2 separate regions of the Mus musculus genome follow, and region 1 is linked to region 2. The links are chromatin contacts, called in public HiCAR-type maps. All regions are on one chromosome and are shown on one strand. Each heading gives the region's core, a stretch centred on a gene start, on an enhancer-like site or on the middle of the called end of the contact. The rest is flanking DNA. Distances are from core to core; before and after follow the strand shown. Region 1 holds the start of 4831440D22Rik (a long non-coding RNA gene). Region 2 overlaps Fto (fat mass and obesity associated).

What was found. HiCAR-type assays count read pairs that join an accessible place to other places.
Region 1: a contact with region 2 is called in a HiCAR-type map of kidney, with 2.2 times the contacts expected there. The contact joins the promoter of 4831440D22Rik here to the enhancer-like site in region 2. A contact is called at or near these places in 3 of 484 Hi-C or Micro-C datasets (cortical neurons, liver and nephron progenitors), 2 of 115 datasets of contacts at active chromatin or transcription factors (embryonic stem cells and kidney) and 3 of 9 other capture datasets (adipose tissue, liver and pancreatic islet).

What each region holds. Positions count from the first base shown.
Region 1 is chr8:91,466,238-91,471,901 of GRCm38.p6, forward strand. 4831440D22Rik (a long non-coding RNA gene) reads right to left here and starts at 1,526. Exons shown (of 2, transcript XR_879086.3): 1 at 1,013-1,526. Fto (fat mass and obesity associated) reads left to right here. Exons shown (of 9, transcript NM_011936.2): 5 at 2,080-2,159.
Region 2 is chr8:91,399,005-91,404,835 of GRCm38.p6, forward strand. It overlaps Fto (fat mass and obesity associated), which reads left to right. Exons shown (of 9, transcript NM_011936.2): 2 at 2,803-2,880. Among named protein-coding and RNA genes, the nearest start is that of 4831440D22Rik, 66 kb to the right of the region's middle. Within about 2 kb of position 4,122, at least 34 of the 459 cell types and tissues checked have an H3K27ac peak or open chromatin away from gene starts, as enhancers often do. A contact at or near this core is called in kidney, liver and pancreatic islet, where this site is marked.

The DNA.
Region 1 (5,664 bases), core at 276-2,775, 65 kb after region 2:
GCATCTGGTCACAGTGACCATTGATTCTGTTTGACTTTGCTTCCAGTTTTTGTGTTGCTTGACTCTGAGCCTGTTGTTTTCATAAGTGTGAAAATGCTTTGGGCACATTGGCCTTTTCAGGTTGTTTGCTCTTACCATGATGCAGGCTGCATGTGTGCCAAGCTACTAACATCCATCCATACATCACTGGCGCACTCATGCTTTTGGAGTCTTTAGAAATGTGTCCTTTAGTTTGGAGAGTTCCTTTCTTCACTCATTTTTGAAGTTCACTCATTTTTTCCCTGTAGTGTCTAAATTTCCATTCATCTCATTTAGTGACCCTTTTAGTTGGATACTGACTATCCAACTTTCAAAAGCTTCTGAATATGTGTATGAGATTAAACTTTATGTGTGTGAAAAGAAAGATCTGCACATGTCTTATGTAGGTGTAGAGTTTTCTCTTATTATCTTTTCAATGAATGCTAGAGTATATGGTATATGATGCATAGCTGTTTTTGTTACATTCTTTTAAATACTGTTAGAATATGCCTTAATGGATAATTCACTTTCTTATATGAATTGGGTTCTTTAGAGGCTTAGTTTAGGCTTTTCTGGGTGTATCTAACAGTACAGCTTTGGCTCTGTTGCTGATGTGACCCTTTTCCTATGGAGAAGTACCTTGTCCTAGGAGCAGTCCCCCTCCGGAGCCTCCTCCTTCCTGGTGATGAGTGAGGTCTGGGGTTAGCCCAGGCTGCTCCTTTCTGATGCTTCTTTTTCATCCCTTGGGCATTTTTATTCACACATGCATAGGTCAGTGCTTAGCCAATGACTGCAGTGAGTCCCCACCCCCACTCCCATCCCCGCCCTCATCCCCCCCACCCCACCCCCACCTCTGGCCTGCACAATCTCGTACATGTCGGAGCCTTGCTGCCCTCTTGGCTTGCCCGTTCTCATCTGCCTTTTCCATTCACTTTACTTCCCTACTCTGTATCTGAACGCCCTCCCACCTAAGCTAGAGCAGGTGCCGACCTACCTGTGTTGGTTCTCTTCTCCCAGGGATCAGTTTCCCAGTGTCAGAAAACTTTGATGCCTATTTTTGCTTAGTTACTTTTTCTTGTTAGAAGCATTTAGTTGTTACAAGTGGGTAGGTCTTGTACTGTCATTTCTTGTTCTCAGGGAGCCAAAGCTTTCAGCCCTCTTAGATTACTTTCACAGTGTCTGGGCTGAAGCCTTCCACTTGTCATTTTGTTTCCTTTCTATGTCTAGAGGAGCTCTGAGTGTTTTCCCACCTCTATGGGACCTGGTGGAGGTAGCCGTGTAGTTGAAGTCATTGTCTTCAGACCTTGTAGAGGCCTGTATTGCCTGCAGTGGAGATCATGTCTTTGAGGCACCCACTGTTCAGTTCTTGTCTATGTAATAAATGAGGTAATAATGCCTTAAGTGAGTGTGATAGACACTGTCCAGCTGTAGCCTTCATTTTAAAACACACAGAAACTGGCTTCTGATTTGTCTTCCGCTAATGGATTACCACCATCGTTTCCTTTCTGAAGTCAGGATTCATAGGCTTGACTTCTGCTCCAAGAGCCCAACATGCTGGATTGGTTAATTTCAGGGCAAAATTGAATCTTCAGTTAGGTAGAAAAAAGGTGAACTTGGAATGAAAGACATTTAATTCTAAATAATTGAAAAGGATTCTGGTTTCTGCTAAAGATAAAGTTATAACTATGAAAGAGGACAGCTTAATCCACAGACAGAAAACGTGGTAGTTGATGCACACCATAAAACCATGTGTCAGTAGTGGTCCATATGCTATGCTTCCAGAAGCTAGCCTGGAATGTTATTGATGGCATCCTGGTGTGGGTGATTTATTTAAGATAAATATGTATCTGTACACATACACTAGACCCCTGGACTGAAGGGCTCATTTTTTCCATCCACAGGCAGTAGTATTTGTGTGGCCATCCTAATGTTAACTCCTTGGTGACTGTTGTTCCTTGGATGACGGGACATAGTTACTGTTCACCTTTTGTTCCAGTTAAACAGTGGATAGCATGTACTGACTAATAAACGGTAATTTATTTTTTGCATTTTTTTCTGCAGATGACCTCAATGCCACCCACCAGCACTGTGTTTTGGCTGGCTCACAGCCTCGGTTTAGTTCCACTCACCGTGTGGCAGAGGTAAGCAGAAATAAAAATGTGATGATTCATGCTTAACTGAATGTGGCAGAGGTCGTTGGGTGGACAGTTTATTGTAGGGCTCCGAAGAGTACTTGATTGGAAACTAACTTGTATCTAATTCGACTTTACACCTTATATACTTATATTTTTGGCTCTGGGTTGTAGTAGCTGCAGGTTTAAAGTTTACTCACAGTATAGAAAAAACTTACTTTGCCCTTTGTAACTGGGTTTTTGTTTGTTTGTTTGCTTTAAACACATGACTTTTTTTTTTTTTTTTTCCCCAGACAGGGTTTCTCTGTGTAGCCCTGGCGTCCTAGACTCACTTTGTAGACCAGGCTGGCCTGGAACTCAGAAATCCTCCTGCCTCTGCCTCCTGAGTGCTGGGATTAAAGGCGGGTGCCACCACGCCTGGCTTATGACATTTCTTTATTATTTTGTGTGTTTGTGTGTATTCTCCCGTTGTGTGTCTGTGTGTCTCAGCACGTGTGTGGAGGTCAGAGGCATCTTGGCAGAGTTATTTCCTTCCTTCCTTCCACCACATAGCTCCCACAGATAAAACTCGGGTCCTCAGGTTTGGCAGTACCTTACCAGCCAATGGCTTTATCTCATGGAAATGATAAATGCCATCAGCATATACTGCCGATTTAAAGCATCCACGTGTAACCATGTCTACCATGGCTGAGAGGGAAAGAAATGGGGTGAGTTTATATGCCTAAGTGTATGTTATGTGAGTTCAAACAGCTGAGATCAACATTTCCCTTAAATTTTGGTTGAACAGCTGGATATATCATGTAAATCCATGGGAAGCTTACAGCGATGGAGGTCAGAGAACTTCTAAGCTCCAGCCATGCTCCCAGCCCAGTTTTGCAGGGCAATGGCTGATCTGAGGTCAGAATGGAAATAAGACAAGACGTCATGGTGACGGGAAGTTGGACTTGGAATGTATCCTACTCCGTAGCTTTGAGTCCTTTCTCCATGCTGACCAATTTCATCCTATCCTTAAGTTATTTTTAACTATAGCCTTACATTTAGCTTTCTCAGATTAATCATAGCTGTCCTTGTGTTTTTTTGCATTTTTAGGCCATATTTTGGATATTGACTCACTTTAAATAAAGAGAGCAGGGACTATGTGTAGTGGTTCTTTTGGAAGAAGACATTTCGTGAGTCAGGCTGGCAATGTAGCTGAATTGGTAGAGCCCATCCCTGCTGTGCATGAGCCCCTGTGTTTGACCACCAGCGCACCATAATCAGAGCATGCGATGCATCTCTGTCAGCCCAGCACTCGGGAGGTGGAAGCAGGAGGTCGCGCTGGGCTACCGAGCAAGTTTGGGGCCTGCCTGGAATATGTGAGACCATCTCAAAACGAGAAAAATTGCTGCCAATCTATGATTCTTATGTTCTCTGTAGTTTAATTTAAACTACATGTTATTTTAATAATTGAATACCTATGATGTTAATTGTTTAAATATCTTTTTTCTATACTACATTTGCCAGTCAGAGGCTGCTCTTATAAATAAAGGTTTATTGGAGCACAGCTGCACTCAGTCTGTTTACATGCTACTTACCACTGCTTTGGAGCTTCTGTGATAGCGTGTGTGACATATAAATCTCAAACATTTAGTGCCTAGTTATTTAATACTACTGCTAGCCTTATTATACATGATTCTGACTAAATAGGATTTTGGGTGGGTAAAATTCCCAAAATTGAAAATATAGGTTTTAAAATCACTATTTTAATGCAACTTTATTTCCACAAAAATAGGACTACTGAAGTAAAAACTAGTAGTTATCAGTAATAGTAACATTATGGTGAAGCTGTATGTCCCTGTACATCTAGTTGGTTTAGTCTTCGGAGATCTACATGGGATTCGTGCACAGTGACACAGAACCCCCATATCTTCAGTCTCTTTACAGTAGATTTAGGAATCAAACCTCAGAACGGATTCAGTAAAAGAGGATTGATAAAGAGGCTTATCTAGCACAGGCACTAGTGAAAAGCTAGGCAGACCCTTGATGCCTCAGGCTGTGATGAGTTAATAAGATTGACTCAGTTACCAACTGTGGGAGTGGCAACTTTGAATCCTTATGTATAGATAGATAGATAGATAGATAGATAGATAGATAGATAGATAGATAGATAGATAGATAGATAGATAGATAGATAGAGAAAAGCAGTTCATGCAGAGACTCCAAACTAGACACAGGTTCAGGTGACAGAATGTTTGTGTTTTACATGAAATGTTTCATTTCATCTTAGGTAACTGTTTCAATGGTCAAAGAAGGGAAAGGCTTCCTTCCTTCCTTCCTTCCTTCCTTCCTTCCTTCCTTCCTTCCTTCCTTCCTTCCTTCCTTCCTTCCTTCCCTCCCCCCTTCTCCCCCTCCCTCCCTCCCTCCCACCTACCTACCTACCTTCCTTCCTTCCTTCCTTCCTTCCTTCCTTCCTTCCTTCCTTCCTTCCCTCCCTCCCTCCCTCCCCCCCTCCCTCCCTCCCTCCCTCCCTCCCTCCTTCCTTCCTTCCTTCCCTCCCCCCTCCTCCCTTCCTTCCCTCCCTCCCTCCCTCCCTCCCTCCCTCCCTCCTTCCCTCCTTCCTTCCCTCCCTCCCTCCCTCCCTCCCTCCCTCCCTCCCTCCCTCCCTCCCTCCCTCCCTCCTTCCTTCCTTCCTTCCTTCCTTCCTTCCTTCCTTCCTTCCTTCCTTGTAGAACAGAAAAGAAACTCCTACTTCCCAGCCTCACACTTTCCAGAGTCGCCTCACCTGCAGACACTCTTGTGTTATGCGACTTTCCTACGCGCCATCCCCAGACTGCGCTGTGGAAACGGCCCTTTGCTATCCCTCAGGGTTATTGGGAGCGAGTTCTGTGTGGACAGTTGGATGTGGATGAGCAGAGCTGTTCTCATTTTCAGACTGTTCTTGAGATGCAACAGTGGTTTGGTTTTAGAAACTTAAACTTTATATATAATTATTTTTTAAATAGCTAATAACTTAAAGTTTGTGTTATCATTTCAGTGATAATATGTATCAGTCAGAGGCACAGACACACATGTGTTAACCTGCTCCATTCTCTATTCCATATGCCTCGTTTTGTTTTGGAAATCTTACTGATTTCCAACAAGTGATTCTTATCTTGGTGTGGGCATTGGTTTTGATAGGTCAGCCAAAGCATAAATAACAGATGGAAAAAATAGAAAACATTAAAAATTCTATGACCTTCAAAATGAGCTGCCAACACAGTAGAGATAGGGTGAAAGATAAGTGTCGATGATCAAAGCATAGAAGAATGATTAAAAAATCAGTCCTTTAAAAGAGAAATGAATCTGTTTAAAATGGTGACCGAGCAAAGCAGGCATGTGCCAGTAAAGGTATAAAAGTCGTCAAGAAGACATGAAAAGGGCTGGTGAGATGGCTCAGTGGGTAAGAGCACCCGATTGCTCTTCCAGACAGCTCTTCCGAAGGTCCGGAGTTCAAATCCCAGCAACCACATGGTGGCTCACAACCATCCCTAACGAG
Region 2 (5,831 bases), core at 2,872-5,371:
AGCTGTATCTAATGGGCTGAAGAGAGAGGTGGAACAAGAAGCACACTCCACTCATGGGTCATGATTTAAAAACCAGTTGCTCTTCTTCCATCAGAGTCTCAAACCGTGTCTTAGGCAGGATCTGTGAGCTCAGGCAGCTCAGCTTACCCAGCAAAGTGGAAGCAGAGGCCTACAGTTTCCAACATGTGACATTTCGTCTTTTTGAGTTGCAGCTTTTTAAATGTGAGGTAGTAGTAGTAGGCTGTTGGTAGCACAGGAGGGCTGGGAGGGCTTTTCTGTGACTCTCCTATCAGGTGGGAGAGTCAGGCTCTGAGCCCTTTCTAGCTATGTGGCATTTGTCACAGGTGTGACAGCCACGAAGCTGGTAGGTAGGTCCCAGCTATGTGGATTCTCCGAGGCACTGTTGCTGGTCGAAGATGCTGATTCAGTGTGAGCCCCTCTGCTTCCAGCCTGTGTGCTCTCATGTGCTGTGGTGACTGGCTAGCATTTGGCACAAAGGAACCCCAGATCGGGATTGCTCTCCTCACCCCAGTGTGTTTGGCTGTGAGTGTTCCCCAACAAATGCTTCATTGCACATGGACAGGAGGATGTCTTTCCTGAAACAAGCCCTGAAGCATAAGTTTGTGGTTTTGTATCGGATGCCATGTTAACAATTAATAGGTAATATGTTTAAATAGGTGGTAGATAGTTATGGTGAATAGGTAGTTTACAGTGTTGAAGATGCTAGAAGCAAAATTCCTGCCGAGTAAGACAATGCTCTTCTTTCTGCATAGTAGGTGCATTTTTGAGTAATGTTATCATTGGGCACAGCCTTTCAAGTGTAATGCCTTATGCGTGTTTGATGGTCTACACTTCAGCTGAGCTAAAAATGTTTGTTTATATAATAATTTAGTAGATGCATTAATCACAAACAGTTCCATCCTCCACTGATGCCTGTGGGCCTGTGAGGTAGCTCTCTTGATCTTTAGTCTATCTTAAATGAAGTATGGAATTTCTCTTGGAAATACATACCATATACATGGCTTAGGCTTAATGGTAGACTCTCGTGGAGAGATTTTTAAGGTGGTATTTGTAAGGTGGAACATCTGAATTATTCAGTATTTAATTTTTTGGTGGCATTTATAAATATTGTAGTGCTTTGTGTTTATAAAACGTCCTAAGAACTAGTTGAAAGATCACAGGGAAGTGCAGGCTTTCCTGAGCTTCAAATGAAAATTGAAGTGTCGGTTTTGGTTAAGGTAGTGGTAGTGCACATAAATGTGAGGATGTATATGCATGGAAATATCATTAGTTCTTTTTATATCTGTGATAGTGGCTGCTGCTGAAAGAAGATAAAACATTAGCCAATTAGGGAATTAAATGTGCTATGCTGCTATTATAGCTCCTTCCTAATGGTCAGTGGCCACAGCTTATTTAGGAAGTCATACTGTTTTGTTTCTTGTGTGCGTACTAGTTGTTAGATTTCTAGTCCCTTTTGGTTACTTATTTTGGATGACAATGTAAAAGACTAGGATTTCAGAGGTGCTTGCTCTGAACTGCTGTGATCATGATAGGTTGTGAGTGAAGGCTGATTTCCTAGGGTGGAGAGGTTGATACTCTGGGCTACCATGTCTGTTTGGGTGGGTGCACAGTATAGGTCATCTAGAGTTGGTGGGGAACAAGACCATTTGGATGTGCCTCTCCGGTAGGCCCACACTGGTCCAGAGCGATATACCTTCCTGTTCTTAGTGAGCCATCGCTTCCTAACAGTGGCCCTGGTGATCTGCTTTAAAAGTTCCAATATTATATGAAAACTACTTTCTGCTGTATTTTCTTCCAGATAACTAGTATGAACAGGTGTGAGTGTGTGTGTGTGTTACACTCGTATTTGCCGTGTATATGTTACATGCAAACACAGGCTCTATAGATGCCTGAATATAAGGTTAAGCAATGTAAAGTCTCCTTGTTGCAATTACTTATTCAAATAGTTGATTCTGTTTGAAGAGGAAGACAGTGCTAGATGGATACTTACAAAATGATGCTTTATAAAATTGGAAAAGAAAGCAAATAAGCTTAACATAAAGTTGCTGATGTTTTAGAGATGAAAGATTACTTTTTAAAAGGCACTGTTTGGGGCTGAAGAGGTGGTTCAGCAGTTACAGGCACTTCTTGTTCTTCCAGACGATTCAGGTTCAGTTCCCAGCACAGTCGTGGTAGCTTACAACCATCTGCAACTCCAGTTCCCGGAGGTCAGATCCAACTCTGACCTTCACGAGCACTGGCCAAGCATGTGATGCGCATACAAACGTGCAGACGAAACACTCACACACGAAACACTCACACATAAAATGAGATAACTTGGAAAAGGGCGCACTCTGGATGTGGACACGTTCAAATAAACGTTTACAGCAGGAGTGAGCATCCCAGGTACCCCAGTGTTCCAAGAGGAGATGGCTTTACTTTACTGGGTATTTCAAGGGGTGCTGTCACAGAAAACGTAGCTGTCTCAGGTTGTGCGGACAGGAACGTTTATGCTGGAAGACATAAGATCAGTGTTAACTGATCCCAGTTCACTTAGGTCACGAGAAGACCCTGATGGCAAAGATGCAAGTGGACTGAGTGAGATTGCCTCAGGAACTGTTGACAGTGAGCAGGATCATTTCTGATAGGATGCTTTGTACATCTTACAATTAAAGACGTTTAAAAGCGTCTACCTTCAAGTTCATTAAGATTATTGTGTGTGTTTTGTTCGAAGATAATATACTAATCTATACTTGAGGTCACTTTTTATTCAGTAATATGTAATTCTTATTTTTTAACCAGAAACTGAGGCTCCTTGAGGAGCTTGAAGACACTTGGCTTCCTTACCTGACCCCCAAAGATGATGAGTTCTATCAGCAGGTAAGATGCTTTGCTATTTGTTTGTTTGTTTGTTTGTTTGTTACTATTATTTATTTATTTTACCAATTTTTGCCTCTGTATTTGATCAGTGGAATTGCTAGGGTACAAATTGCACTTAGGGGCCAGGTCCCAGGCCATGCATCGTCCCTAGAGCACATGCCTCCCCTGCCTATCTGCTTTCTCTTTAAACTCTGTCTAGACAAAGCACACTGTTTCCACTGCCCAGCACCTGTGCGTCTTCCTGCCTTTGCACACCTCTCTGCTCATGCAGGCTTTTTGTTTGTTTGTCTTGATTTTGTTCTGCATAGAATACAATTTTGTCCTCTTCTCCTGTCCCTGGTAACACCTGCATGTCTATAATAAACCCTGACAATCAAGGCCACATACACACTTCCTCAGGAGGTGGCATTGAAAAAGAGAGGGATGATTTCAGAAATATCATATCCAGTAGTGATAGAGCACTCTCATAGCTTATCTGGTCAGCCAGGTCATCTGCAGCGAACATGTATTTGTTTTACAACGCACAAAAAGAAATGTAAAAAGACAGTTTGAAGCAAGCAGAAGCAGTAAGCTCAGAGGACTTGAGAGAAACCCATTGACCTTCTGGTACTCAGTTGTCTCCATGTAGCTTCCAGCCACTTCCAATTTTGTGTTGTGTAAGAACATGAAGAACTAAATGGGAAAGGTGATAGCCTGCTGTGCTTTGGCCTGCCACACACCAGGGACAGGAAACAAACAAACAAACAAACCCACCCAGATACAGACAGACAACCCCTGCAGGCTTCTTAGTGATCATGTTAAATATAGTTATCTGCTAATAAGCCTTGAGCTTCTGGAAAGCTTGTTCTATAGGCTGTGCTTGTATGTATGCATGCATGTATGTGTGTATGTATGCATGTATGTGTATATGCATGTGTGTATGCATGCATGCTGTAAGTATGTACTGCAGATACTTACAGATCCTACTTCTTGTGTGGTCAAGCCCAAGAGTTCAGAGCTGACCTGCATCAACCAAAACAGAATAAAAGTAGAAGCAAAACAGGGACAAAAACGAACAGTTGAAGAAACTTACTCTCAAAGGGTGAACTCAAAGTACTTAAAATTAATTGGTAGCCCATATTGACCATCGTGGTGTAGTATCCTGCACATGAGCCCATGTTGACCTTCTACTGTTGAGGCTGCTCCCCAGCATCCTTCCCAGTCTCCCTCATGTGTCTCCTCTTTCTGTCCTTGCATCATGCTCCCTTTTCCCATCTGTAGAGACTTTGCTCTGTTCTACAGCACTCTGTGAAATCATGTGTACTTTGTCTTACTGTGTTTGTCTGGTTTCATTCAAGTTAATATTCTCCAGTTCCATCCCTGTTGCTGCGTGTGATAGGACTTCCTCCCTTATGGTTATGCAATATCCAATTGTGTATATAATTGTGTATACATACAAAGTTTTTGCGGTTTCTTTTCCCATTTTATAAATGACAGGAATGGATGGTTCAGGTCCAACATTTGAGTCCCTTACACAGCCTTTTTATAGGAATGTCAAACTAGCTTGAGGTAAAATTCTGATGTCACCCAGCTAGCATTCAGGCATGTTAGCTGTCTCAGCCTGGGCCAGGCACTGTGCTGTTTTGTGAATGCTCATATTCACAATATATTGCCACACCAGCTTTAGTGATTTCTCCCACAAGTCACCAACTGCCTCCGTCAAGTTTGAGGAAGCCAAGGCAGGTCTTACTGCTGTTTGAAACATCAGGAGAGAATGAGTTCATGTCTGAGCATCACAACTGAAGGCCAGCCTCCCGCTGATGTGGTTCTGAGGCTGGGCCCTTTCTGCTCCTCTCTGCACCACGTTACAGCTGGAAACGCCTGGAAAATAACCAGGAATCAGCAGTGTCAACAGTTGGAAGTAGGGCAGCAGAGGGAGTGTCTGATAGCTTGCCTCAGGACACAGGAAACACACAGTGACATAGTGAGAAGACAGACTGTCCCCCGATCCCAGAGCATTCCCTGAAGTAGTGCTGGTCCCAGGTTGTCCTATGTGCCCTTTCCTCCTGCGCCAGCAGGACCAGAGCTGAGTCAGGGCATTGCATTGCATTGCATTAGCTCATTTAAATGCCACCAAGTCCCCCGTGGCAGCGGCCGTGCAGCTCACTTTGGAGCCGAGGACACTGGGGCACAGAGAGGGTTACAGCCTTTTTGAGCTTTAGAAGCAGGAAGTCTAAGGACCAGGCCTCATCCCTGGCTCTGTGGAGCGCCCTGGTTAATCTCTGCTGCTTCCATCTTTTCCTGCATCTGTTAGCCCTTCTGAGACAGCTTGCCCTTTTTCCAGTGCCCACTAACTCTTCCCATGTTTGCTTATCTGTGATGCCCACAAGCCCTCAGTCCTGACTATGTGCTAGGTTCTACCTGAAATTTTCCCACTAGCACCCAACTCAATACGATCCATATTAGGTAGTCGTGTGCTCTGTAGCCTCCCCACTGAGGCCCTGCAGTGCTGTGGGAGTTAAAGATAAAGTTGTGTAGGGTGATCAAAGGTCCCTGCTTTCTTTGACCTTCCTCGTGGGAAGGTCGTGTGGGAGGACCTTCACAAGCCATGTGACTAGGTCAGGTGGGAAGCCCTGGGTCTAAGGAAGGCCAAAGGGTTCAGAGGTCAGATGTTGACCCAGTTAGGAGGAACTTGCCCAGGAATGGGAAGAGGAGACAAGAAGGCTTAGCGCATGCCCGTCACAGGCCACGACTTCCATTTTATTAGGGACCCATGCTCTTCAGCACTGGCTCATGTTTTGTGCCTAGTGGGGTCCCCTGATCCTGTTCTTCAGGTTAGGAATCTTACTGTCTGCAACTGCTCCTCATTGCTTCTGACATCAGGTTCTGGCAATTTTACTTCTCCAGAATGTCTCAGATTCCTGCCATGGCCAGTATACTTTTTTTTTTTTTTTTAAATTTCATATATGTGA